Linked DNA regions of Mus musculus: all the other regions are linked to region 1. A link is a contact called in public capture Hi-C and promoter capture Hi-C data. All regions are on one chromosome and are shown on one strand. The core of a region is the stretch at or near the end of the contact, and the rest is flanking DNA. Distances in the headings are between cores, read along the strand shown. Region 1 holds the start of Spr (sepiapterin reductase). Region 2 holds the start of Fbxo41 (F-box protein 41). Region 3 holds the start of Smyd5 (SET and MYND domain containing 5).

Region 1 (3,184 bases), core at 318-2,817:
GTCTGTGTGTGCTTATTCCTTTGTCAGTGGATGAGTTGGAGGTGGAGGCCAGAGGACAATGTGTATAGTTCTTTATGCCTGTCCATCTTTCAAAAAGTTTTGCTTTTGTTTTTTGTTTTTTAATTTTGTTTTTTGTTTTTGAGACAGCGTTTCTCATTGTGTAGCCCTGCCTGGCCTGGAACTCACTCTGTAGACCAGACTGGCCTCAAGCTCGGAGTCTCCTACTGCTGTATCCAGACTGCTGGGATTAAAGGTTTCATTGCAGCCACGTGGCTCAGAAAGGGTTTCATTGTGTAGCCCTGGCTGTCTGTCCTAGAACTGGCTTTGTAAACCAGGCTGATGCAAACTTACAGAAATCCTCCTGCCTCTGCCTCTACCTCCTGTGTGCTAGGAGCACCACCATTGCCTGGTCACACTTAGTGTTTTTAATGTCGGTTCTGGGGTTCAAACTCAGCATGATGGCCTTGAACTCACTATGTCTGTTGAAGATCCTTCAACTACTTTGGAAATAAGATAACAAATCCAATAGATTAGTGGTAAGTAAGTAGTTTTAAATATACAGTTCTGCTGAAAGGGAACTTTGGCATAGAGAAAAGGCATTAATGACGTGTTGATTTGGCACAAGACAGTGTTTTTTAAAAACCTATAGAGAGACATTCCGGCTCTCTTCTCATATAGGCCTACAGGATTTGCATCGCTCTAGGTCCCCTATTTCGTTGGCCTAGGACAAAAGCCTCATTCAATTTAAAAAAAAAAAATTGGAACTTGAGAATGGCCCCTACTGATTGCTGGTTTCCCAATCTGACCAGGCTAAGTGACTAGTCCTACCACTTGAACTTTCTGAAACAAAGAGGAGCTAGCCGCTGGCCTGCCTGCCTGTAATTCCGATGGACTCTAGCTCACCTCAGACTAAAAATGGATCAAAGCAATCTCTATGTCTTTCTCTGCTGTCCTCCTCAGACATCTCCAGAGAGCTGGGATATTTTTCTTTCCCATTTGAGATTATGAAGTTGTTTCTAGAGTGCATGACGCAGGTTGAAGGATAAGTACACAGGTCCCAAGGAACCAAGCGTTTTCACTGACGGTGATGAGTCTTGTTCGTGAGATTGTTGTGATTCTCAGCCTTTCTCTTCCCCTGTGTGTGCTCTTCATTTTCTGGTTCTGTCTGCCTAGCACCTCCTGGGGAAGCTGCTGTGCTTTTCCAGAGAAGGCTTCTGTTAATCAGAGTGCAAAGGGACCACAAGCTCTACACACTTCATCCAAGGCTGTCACTGGTCTCTAACTGGTATGTCCTGTATGGATAAAGACAAACCTTAACCCTGGAGGAGGAAGCTGATCCTGGAACAGGGTGGAAATTGAGAACGCGCCTCTCAGAAAGGGGCTGAGTTTGTGGGAGTGGCGCTCAAGGGGAACCCGGAAGCGCTGGGAAGGGGATTAGGATTTCCTGCCGAGGCCCGGCTGCCTGGCTTTTTTTTCCCCCGCCCAAACACCAGTGGATTCTGGCCCGAACTTCCGCCGTCCCAAGCCAAGAATAGGCTCCGCCCCGTCCTGGTTCAGTAGCTGCGCATGAGTCTGAGTTCCAGGCATGGAGGCAGGCGGGCTGGGCTGCGCTGTGTGCGTGTTGACCGGGGCCTCCCGGGGCTTTGGTCGCGCCCTGGCCCCGCAGCTGGCCCGGTTGCTGTCTCCCGGTTCCGTGATGCTCGTAAGCGCACGCAGTGAGTCGATGCTGCGGCAACTGAAGGAGGAGCTGGGCGCTCAGCAGCCTGACCTGAAAGTGGTGCTGGCAGCCGCCGATCTGGGCACCGAGGCTGGCGTGCAGCGGTTGCTGAGCGCAGTACGCGAGCTCCCGAGGCCCGAGGGGCTGCAGCGCCTGCTGCTCATCAACAACGCAGGTGAGAGTCCCGTCCAGACCCCGGCTGCGAGCTCTTACCTCATAGGCTTTTGGGTAGGTGAAGGGCAAGTCCCTAAAAGTCCAAAGTCCAAGAGGAGGGAGGGTGTATCAGTGTCACTACGGGGCGACAGTGCCTCCTGGCGGATGTGTGAGTCAAGACTTTTTGAACAAATCACTCTGCTTTACTACAGTATTCTTTGCTTGCATTAGGGGTGTCTGCAGAGCTGGGGCAGAGAGATAGCCTATGAGGAGGAACTGTGGAAGGCTGAGGGAGAAGAGTGCCCCAGTTGTGTCATTTCTTTGGTCCCGTTTTTTTTTTTTTTCAGCCACTCTTGGGGATGTTTCCAAAGGCTTCCTCAACGTGAATGACCTAGCTGAGGTGAACAACTACTGGGCTCTGAACCTGACCTCCATGCTCTGTTTGACTTCCGGCACCTTGAATGCCTTCCAGGATAGCCCTGGCCTGAGCAAGACTGTGGTTAACATCTCATCTCTGTGTGCCCTGCAGCCCTACAAAGGCTGGGGTCTGTACTGTGCGGGGAAGGCTGCCCGAGACATGCTCTACCAGGTCCTGGCTGCTGAGGAACCGAGTGTGCGGGTGCTGAGCTATGCTCCAGGTAGGTGGGTGCTCCTGACAGTGCTGTCCCTAGACTTAGCTGGTACCTTTCTGGGGGCTAGGCAAGGAGGGGAACCTGATCTATATTCTCCATAAAGAATCCAAAGACACCTTATATGCCCCAGTATAGGGGAATGCCAGGGCCAAGAAGCAGGAGTGGGTGGGTAGGGGAGCAGGGCGGAGGGAGGGTATAGGGAACTTTCGGGATAGCATTTGAAATGTGTATAAAGAAAATATCTAATAAAAAATAAATTTAAAAAATGTGACACACACACACACACAAAGAATCCAAAGACTATCGGGCCCCTACTACCTCTGGTAATGACTCCTCACTTCGTAAGAAAAATACAGACTCCCAAGACGTTGGAGCAGTCAGGGGCCGAGGTACTCAGCCTCAGGACTTGTCCGATTAGCAGGTGGGATAAACATCCAGACACATAAAATGCATTAAGACTAAAACTGAAAAAAACAAAATGCCTTTATATGTTCAGCTGTCTGCTTTTGTCCCTCAAGGGACACATACTGTTCCTCCATGTGTGCCCGACACCCAATAAAGCTGTATGGAGGATGGACACATGGAATGTTCAAAGACAAGCAAAGAGATAGTGGTGAGTGGTGAGCACCTCAGGCTGAGCCGTGCTGGACGCTGAGTGGAATGCAGAGGGTGCTAGCATGGA
Region 2 (3,184 bases), core at 319-2,818, 370 kb before region 1:
AACCTCTCTGTCTGCAGAAGCGGGTATATTTTCTCACTTCTGTGACAAAAAACCTAAGACAGGAAGGGTTTACCTGGTCTCTCTGTTTGATGGGATACAGCCCAGCAAGTCTAGGGAGGTGTGGCAGCTGGTTGGTCACACTTTGTCCCCAGTCAGGAAGCAGGCAGCAGTGCTTGCTGCCTCACCTTCTTTGTATTCAGTTTGGGACCTCAGGGCTGCCCACGAGGGTGGCTCTTCTCATTCCAACCTCACCCCCATTAAAACACACCACAGGTGATTACAGACCCTCCTGAGCTGACTGAAAGGATGAGCCATCACAGTGGGAATAGGAATAGCTTCCGCTTTGCTACTCTACTGGAAAGTGAGTGACTGTGTCTTACAGCACCGTCAGGATGCCTGCTGCTTAGCTGAGTGATCTCCCTTCTTAATCTAAGAAGGCTTCCTGCAGGTGGAAACGCTTCAGAGATTCAGGAAGTAAAAGGGGTTGCTTCATTGGCTTGGCCACTGTACACTCTCCAGTTCTTGTTAGATGTATGGTTCCCCCTAAGTCGCCTGCCCAGATTCCAGATTCCTTCCCCCACACTACATGTCCCTGGGGCTTCTGCCCTCTCATGTGTGGGATGGGGCCAGTGGAAGCCACCCAAAGCCTCCAGGGGAGTCCTGGAACTATGCTGGCTGGATTTCTGCTCTGCTGCAGGCCCTGGGTGCAGTCCAGCAGAGGTGGTGGAGTGGAGGCACCGCTGTGTGGTCCAAGTATCATCTCCCTTTTCCTCATTCAAGGCCTAGTTCAGCCCAGGCCTTGCTTGGTATCCCCAGTGGGTTGTTGTTTTGTTTTGTTTCCCCAGCTCACCTTCAGCCCTGTGAACTTTCCCTAGCGCAAGACAGCCAGGCTGTGCCTATCTCAGCAGATAGGTAGGCCAGAAGCCAAGGGCGAGGAGTCTTCTAGGTACTTCAGGTTCAGGAATTCTGGGGCTATCCTATGGAAGTGATGGGTTTATCTGGAGCAAACCAATGCACGGTCCCTGCTCCTTTTCATTTGTAGGAAAAGGACCTAAGTGCAATAATAGGTCCAGGAACATGACACAGTGTGGCCCAATGCAGCCAAGTCTTCCCAAAGACTACGTGTCTGACCTGAAGTCACTGAGGGCAAGACCTGCACTTGGGCTCGAAGCCCAAGAGGACGCTGAGGAACTGTGGTGTATGTCATAGAGCTTGTGCCAGCCTCGTTTGGATCTCCAGAACGACCCATCCCAAGATCTGCTTCTGATTAGGTGCAGGCCAAGTCCGAGGGGTGGGTTAAGGTGGACAGGCCCTGATTAAAGGTGGGCAGCAGAAGACACAGCTGGACGCTCCAAAGCACAGGAATGCCTTGGTGGTGGTGCCTGGTGAGGGGAAGGTTGCACCCCCATCCCCGTAGTGCCCATCCTCCACCCAAGCCACCAGCTTCTGCGGAAAACGTGGGGACCAGGCGCAGCCGCTCCTGGCTGCAAGTGCCGCTCCCCTCTTGCTGGAGAGCCCGCCCCGGAGGAGGGGCCGGCTCCGCCCCACCTCCCGGCCGCCTCCCTCCCTGTCTCCTAGCTGCACCGGGGCCGAGCGCCCCCTCCTATCTCCCCCTCCTCCGCCCTGCGTACCCCGCCCGTGATCGCATCGCGAGCCCCTCCCGCTGCACCGGGCTGGGGGATTCGGCCGCCCCCGCCCCAACCGGGAGGCGGCGGCGGCCACCCAAGGCTGCAGTGGGGACCAAGATTTAAGGCCCGGCGGCGGCCCTGCGTCTAGACCGGGCACGCGGGGTCTGTGCCTCTGCGCCCCCAGCCCAGGGCCGCGGTGCCTGGCCTCGCCACAGGCTGGAAGAGGTAAAGGCAAGTCTGGAGCGTGCTGCGGGACTGGTCCTGGAGAGGCTAGGCAGGGAAGACCTCAGCCACTGCCCCCTCCTCCCCTGCCTTCTTCCCTGTTGCCCTCCTGAGGCCGTGAGGCCGCTAGAACTGGGAGGGATTCTGGGCAGGCCAGGCTTCCAGGCAGCCAAGGGGTTAATTTAAGGAATTAAAATCAGAACGGGTCTGAGACCAGGCTTCCCCTCCCCCCTCCCGCCTGTCGCTGCCTGAGCCTTGTTGGGGGGGGCGGGGGCGGGCTCCAGAAAAAACCCACTGGGACTCTGGACCTTGGAGAGGGAGAAGGGGGAGTGCCCTGAAACCCCAGCCCTCTCCACCTGCTGGTGATGGAATGGGGGAGGGTCTTGGTAGGCCTGCCTGGGCACCTGTGTGGTTGTAGGTGCGTGCCGGTGTGCACGTGTGATCGTCTGGAGGCGTTCATATATGTGCACACATGTTTTTGCCTCCCCACACCCCAGTGCCTTTGCGGGTGACTGTGCCCACAGTGTCTCTGGAGGTGTGGGCTCCATCCATCGCCTTGCATGTGTGTGTGATACTGTGCCTGTGTACACTGCCTACAGTCTGCCGAGAGAAGAGTGAGGCCTGCCCCCTCCCTTTGGTTTAGCCTGCGGTGAGGGGCTCAGATGGTTTTCCGGGTGTGGGATCCAGGTGCTGGAGCCTGTGTGCGTGTGTGACCTTGGGAGGCGTGTGCATGTTTGCAGGACCACGAGAGGGGGTGCTTAGAACAGAAAGGCAGTGAGGAGGGTGATCAGGAAGCAGAAGAGTGGCTGCGATGGCTCCTGTGGATTTTTACCAGGCTGGGTGACTCTTCTGGAGGCACCCAGTTTGGGGTTATATAGCTGCAGGGCTCAGGCCCAGGCTTCTTGGAGGATTGGGCAGAGGGGTTGGACAGGCAGGACATTCCTTTATTCTCCACCCACTGGGGCATAATGGGGGTATAATGTGGACACCTCCAGCTGCCTCTTCATCTGCAGAAGGCCTCCACCTGCTGGTGGAGGCCTCCTGTAAACACCTAGTTTAGAGCTTCTGTTGGGGCTTCTAAATCCATCTAACACCACCCAAACCTTCTCCCCTCTGTTGTCTGATTTTCTCTTTCTCTGCTTCTTTCCGGCAAGTGGATTTTACACGGGAAGGAGGAGGGACATGCTCCTGGGCCCCGAAGGCCAAGTGGGAGGGAGAGCAGATAACTGTGGGTTGGTCAGGTAGGAAGTTGGGAGCCAGAAAGGGAAAACACAAAAAACAAACTCAGCTAGCTTCTGCCAGATCTGAATTTAACTGGTGGGACAGGGGACAGA
Region 3 (3,184 bases), core at 240-2,739, 290 kb before region 1:
TAAGAGAAACTTAAAATGGGAACCTGGACAGATATGGAGATGCTGACAGCAAATGACAACATCTTGGGTCAAGGACCAAGGATATGCATGTTGTTATTATGATTATTTAACCTGACTTTTACCCAGGGGAATGCAAATGAAGTCAAAACCATAGCATTTTGCATATATCAACTGGCAAAGGCACCTAGTGAGAAAACAGTGCCAGAGAGAACAAAAGCCTGTCTGCAGCGAAGCCAGCAGAGACCTTTGCTCTCAGGACTGAGAAGATACAACATAAAGGAGCCATACAGAAGGATTTGGTTGAGTGAAGTGCGCCCCCCACCCCAAAACTCTTATTGATCAACTCCTTGGGTTTGTAGGTTTTTAGACCAGGCTGGCCTTGAACTCAAATCCGCCTGCCTCTGCCTCCCAAATGCTGGGATTAAAGGCGTGCACCACCACGCCCGGCTATCAATCAACTCTTTAACCAAGTAGAAATGGGACCGCTGATACTAAAGATGTACTGAAAACATGTATTAAAAGAAAACGTGGGATGGAGGTGGGGTGTTTCAGCCACAAGGCCCATTAACCAGCACTTGGGTGTTGGTAGATGAGTTCAAGTCCAGCCTCAAGAACAATTTGGAGTGTTTTTTTTTTTTTTTTTTGCCTTTACTTATGTGAATTTTCTATTCTACAGGGAATAAAACACGATTAATAGAGCCGATCATACTGGCACAAGTCTTTAATCTCAGCACTGGTGAGGCAGAGCAGCCTGGTTTACATAGTGAGTTCTAGGACTGCTGGAGTTACAAAATGAGACCCCGTCTCAAAACAAAACAAAAACAAAAAGCACAACAACAGAAGCAACAAAAAAGAACCATAATACGAATCACGAAATCATGTCATTCTCTTGCTTAAAACCCTTCAGGAGAAGTGCTCGGTGTGTAGGTTCTGGTCCAAGTTCCCTAGCTCTCTTTCCAAGTCTCCACCCATACCTTAGTCAGAAGGGTCGCTGGGGAGCCCAGTCTGCTTCATACCTCCGTTCCCTCGGCTAAGTACTCCCCTCACTACCGCCAGAATAGTAGCTAACTAAGCCCCAGCCTAACCAAGATAGCCTTGGCTTTAATCTGGCCCAGGATATCCCTCAACCCCAGGTCTACCCAGAGCCTCAACTCCACCCAGGACAGCAGCAGCACGGCCACCCGCCAGTGGACCGGGCTTTCCTCCCTCCCCCCGCGCGATATCGCCACGAGCCTGGGCACGAGGACCGACTCTGCACCCCGGGCCCAAGCAGCAACCAGACTGGCGCCGAGGGGCCCGGACTCCAGAATGTGAGCGTGGGTTCCCCCGCGTGGCTCTCCGGGCCCGGTCCGACCTGGCCTCACCTTGATGCTGTCCACATAACGGACTTCCACGGAACCCCGGGCACGGTCCGCCACGCCCACGCAGAAGGAGAACACGTCGCACATGGAGGCCGCCATCTTGGGCACGCCTCTGCCTTCTGACCCTTGACCCCGTCCCGGGAGGCCCCGCCCACAGAGCCAGCGAGCGCTCCCTTCCCCACCTTACCCCGCCCTGGGACGTGGCTAGCAATTCAAGGCTTTTGGTGTCTTGGTTGCTTGATTGGGTGGAACCTGGCCTGACTTTGTGCTTGGACTTCTGGTAGACTGTGTCTGACTCGGTAGCTTATGTCGGATGGACAGCATGAATGACGGCTGATGGAGTAGCTCAGGGGAAGACCCCCTACTCCCCACCCCCCACCCTCCAGCCTATCCTAGCTGTGTTCTTAAGTGTCCATAGTTGCTCTTCCCACTGTCTGGTGTTTGAGACAGGGTCTCACTATGTATCCCAGGCTGGCCAAAAGTTTGCAGCCCTCTTCCTGCTTAAGCAGCCCCTCGTCATTACCTCCAACACCGAACAAAGTTTTTAGACCCAGAGAAGACTGTCTTATTTTTGCTTTGACCCTCCATCCTGGTTGGATGCTGGGCTCACTCGGTTTAAAATTTTTCCCTCCCTCTGGTGGCAACATTTTTATTCTATGTTTGGGAGAGATTTGCTTTGAACACATGAGTGCAGAACTTTGAGCCACAACACTGCTTAAAACCAGCATTCCGACTATGCCTATAACCTCTGCATTCAGGAGGTGAGGGCAGGGAGGACCAGAAGTTCAAGGTCAACCCTCAACTACGTAGTGAGTACATGAAACCTGTCTGAAAGAGAAATGCACGTGATACTCTAGCCGAGGATCCTGGTTTGGTTTCCAATACTGGTTTCCAACTATCTGTAACTCCAGTTCTGGGGGCTCTGATGACCCCTCTTCCAACCTCCTCAGGCACCAGGCAGGCACATAGATACATAAAGGCAAATCAATCACATGCATAAAGTTAAAAAAGAAAAAGAAGAAAAAATGATTTCCTTTTTCTATAAATAACTAGGTTGGATCAGTGCCTCAGAGTAGTTGGGGACTTTCTTGACATTGCAGAGTGTGGTTTATGGAGCAGTAATAAATGGACCTCACATATGAGGACCCCTTAAGTAGACACAAAAAATGAATGTACACGAGGCTGGGAGAGAGGACAGGTCTATTTCTGCAACTAGACCTGACTACTATACCTTTTATTGTTTTGTGTCCCAGTTGACTATTCCAGTTGACAGGGGACCTGTGTCTGCTCTGCTATCGTTTCATAGTGACTTTAGGGGGTGGGGGAGATAACTTAGTAATTGTTTAGTAAGTGATTGAGTTTTTGTCTTTTTTTTTTTAAGACAAGTTCTCTCTTGGTGGGGAGGGGGGCATTGCATTTGATACAATGTTTCTCTGTGTAGCCTTGACTGTCCTGGAACTCACTCTGAACAGGCGGCGGAACTCAAACTCAATAAAGCTCTGCCTCCCTAGTGCTGGGATCAAAGGCATATACCACCACCACCACCACCACCAATGCCCACAAAGCTCTATGTGGACCAGGCTGGCCTCAAACTCAGAGATCCACCTGCCTCTGACTCCTAAATTTGACTTTTTGTTTTTCGAGACAGGGTTTTTCTGTGTAGCCCTGGCTGTCCTGGAACTCACTCTGCAGACCAGGCTGGCCTTGAACTCAGAAATCTGCCTGCCTCTGCCTCCCAAGTGCTGGGATTATAGGCGTGCGCCACCACTGCCCAGCAGTGACTTTTTTTTTTAAGTGAGCCAATTGTGGCTGTGTTTGCCACA

The links. Capture Hi-C pulls out chosen DNA fragments and counts their contacts.
Region 2: a capture Hi-C map of embryonic stem cells shows a contact between it and region 1, with 2.7 times the contacts expected there. The contact joins the promoter of Fbxo41 here to the promoter of Spr in region 1. A contact is called at or near these places in 6 of 39 promoter capture datasets (the 3T3-L1 cell line, 3T3-L1-derived adipocytes, embryonic stem cells and 2 more), 1 of 484 Hi-C or Micro-C datasets (tail fibroblasts), 3 of 115 datasets of contacts at active chromatin or transcription factors (embryonic forebrain, embryonic stem cells and trophoblast stem cells) and 1 of 9 other capture datasets (embryonic stem cells).
Region 3: a contact with region 1 is called in a promoter capture Hi-C map of adipose tissue, with 4 times the contacts expected there. The contact joins the promoter of Smyd5 here to the promoter of Spr in region 1. A contact is called at or near these places in 5 of 39 promoter capture datasets (embryonic stem cells, macrophages, neural stem cells and 1 more), 8 of 115 datasets of contacts at active chromatin or transcription factors (bone marrow-derived macrophages, embryonic basal ganglia, embryonic forebrain and 5 more) and 3 of 9 other capture datasets (adipose tissue, liver and macrophages).

What each region holds. Positions count from the first base shown.
Region 1 is chr6:85,136,147-85,139,330 of GRCm38.p6, reverse strand. It overlaps Spr (sepiapterin reductase), which reads left to right and starts at 1,567. Exons shown (of 3, transcript NM_011467.2): 1 at 1,567-1,892; 2 at 2,218-2,508. The coding sequence starts at 1,586. It overlaps Gm10444 (a long non-coding RNA gene), which reads right to left and starts at 1,397. Exons shown (of 3, transcript XR_001785286.2): 1 at 904-1,397.
Region 2 is chr6:85,501,378-85,504,561 of GRCm38.p6, reverse strand. Fbxo41 (F-box protein 41) reads left to right here and starts at 1,568. Exons shown (of 13, transcript NM_001289675.1): 1 at 1,568-1,853.
Region 3 is chr6:85,430,281-85,433,464 of GRCm38.p6, reverse strand. It overlaps Smyd5 (SET and MYND domain containing 5), which reads right to left and starts at 1,489. Exons shown (of 13, transcript NM_144918.2): 1 at 1,365-1,489. The coding sequence starts at 1,460.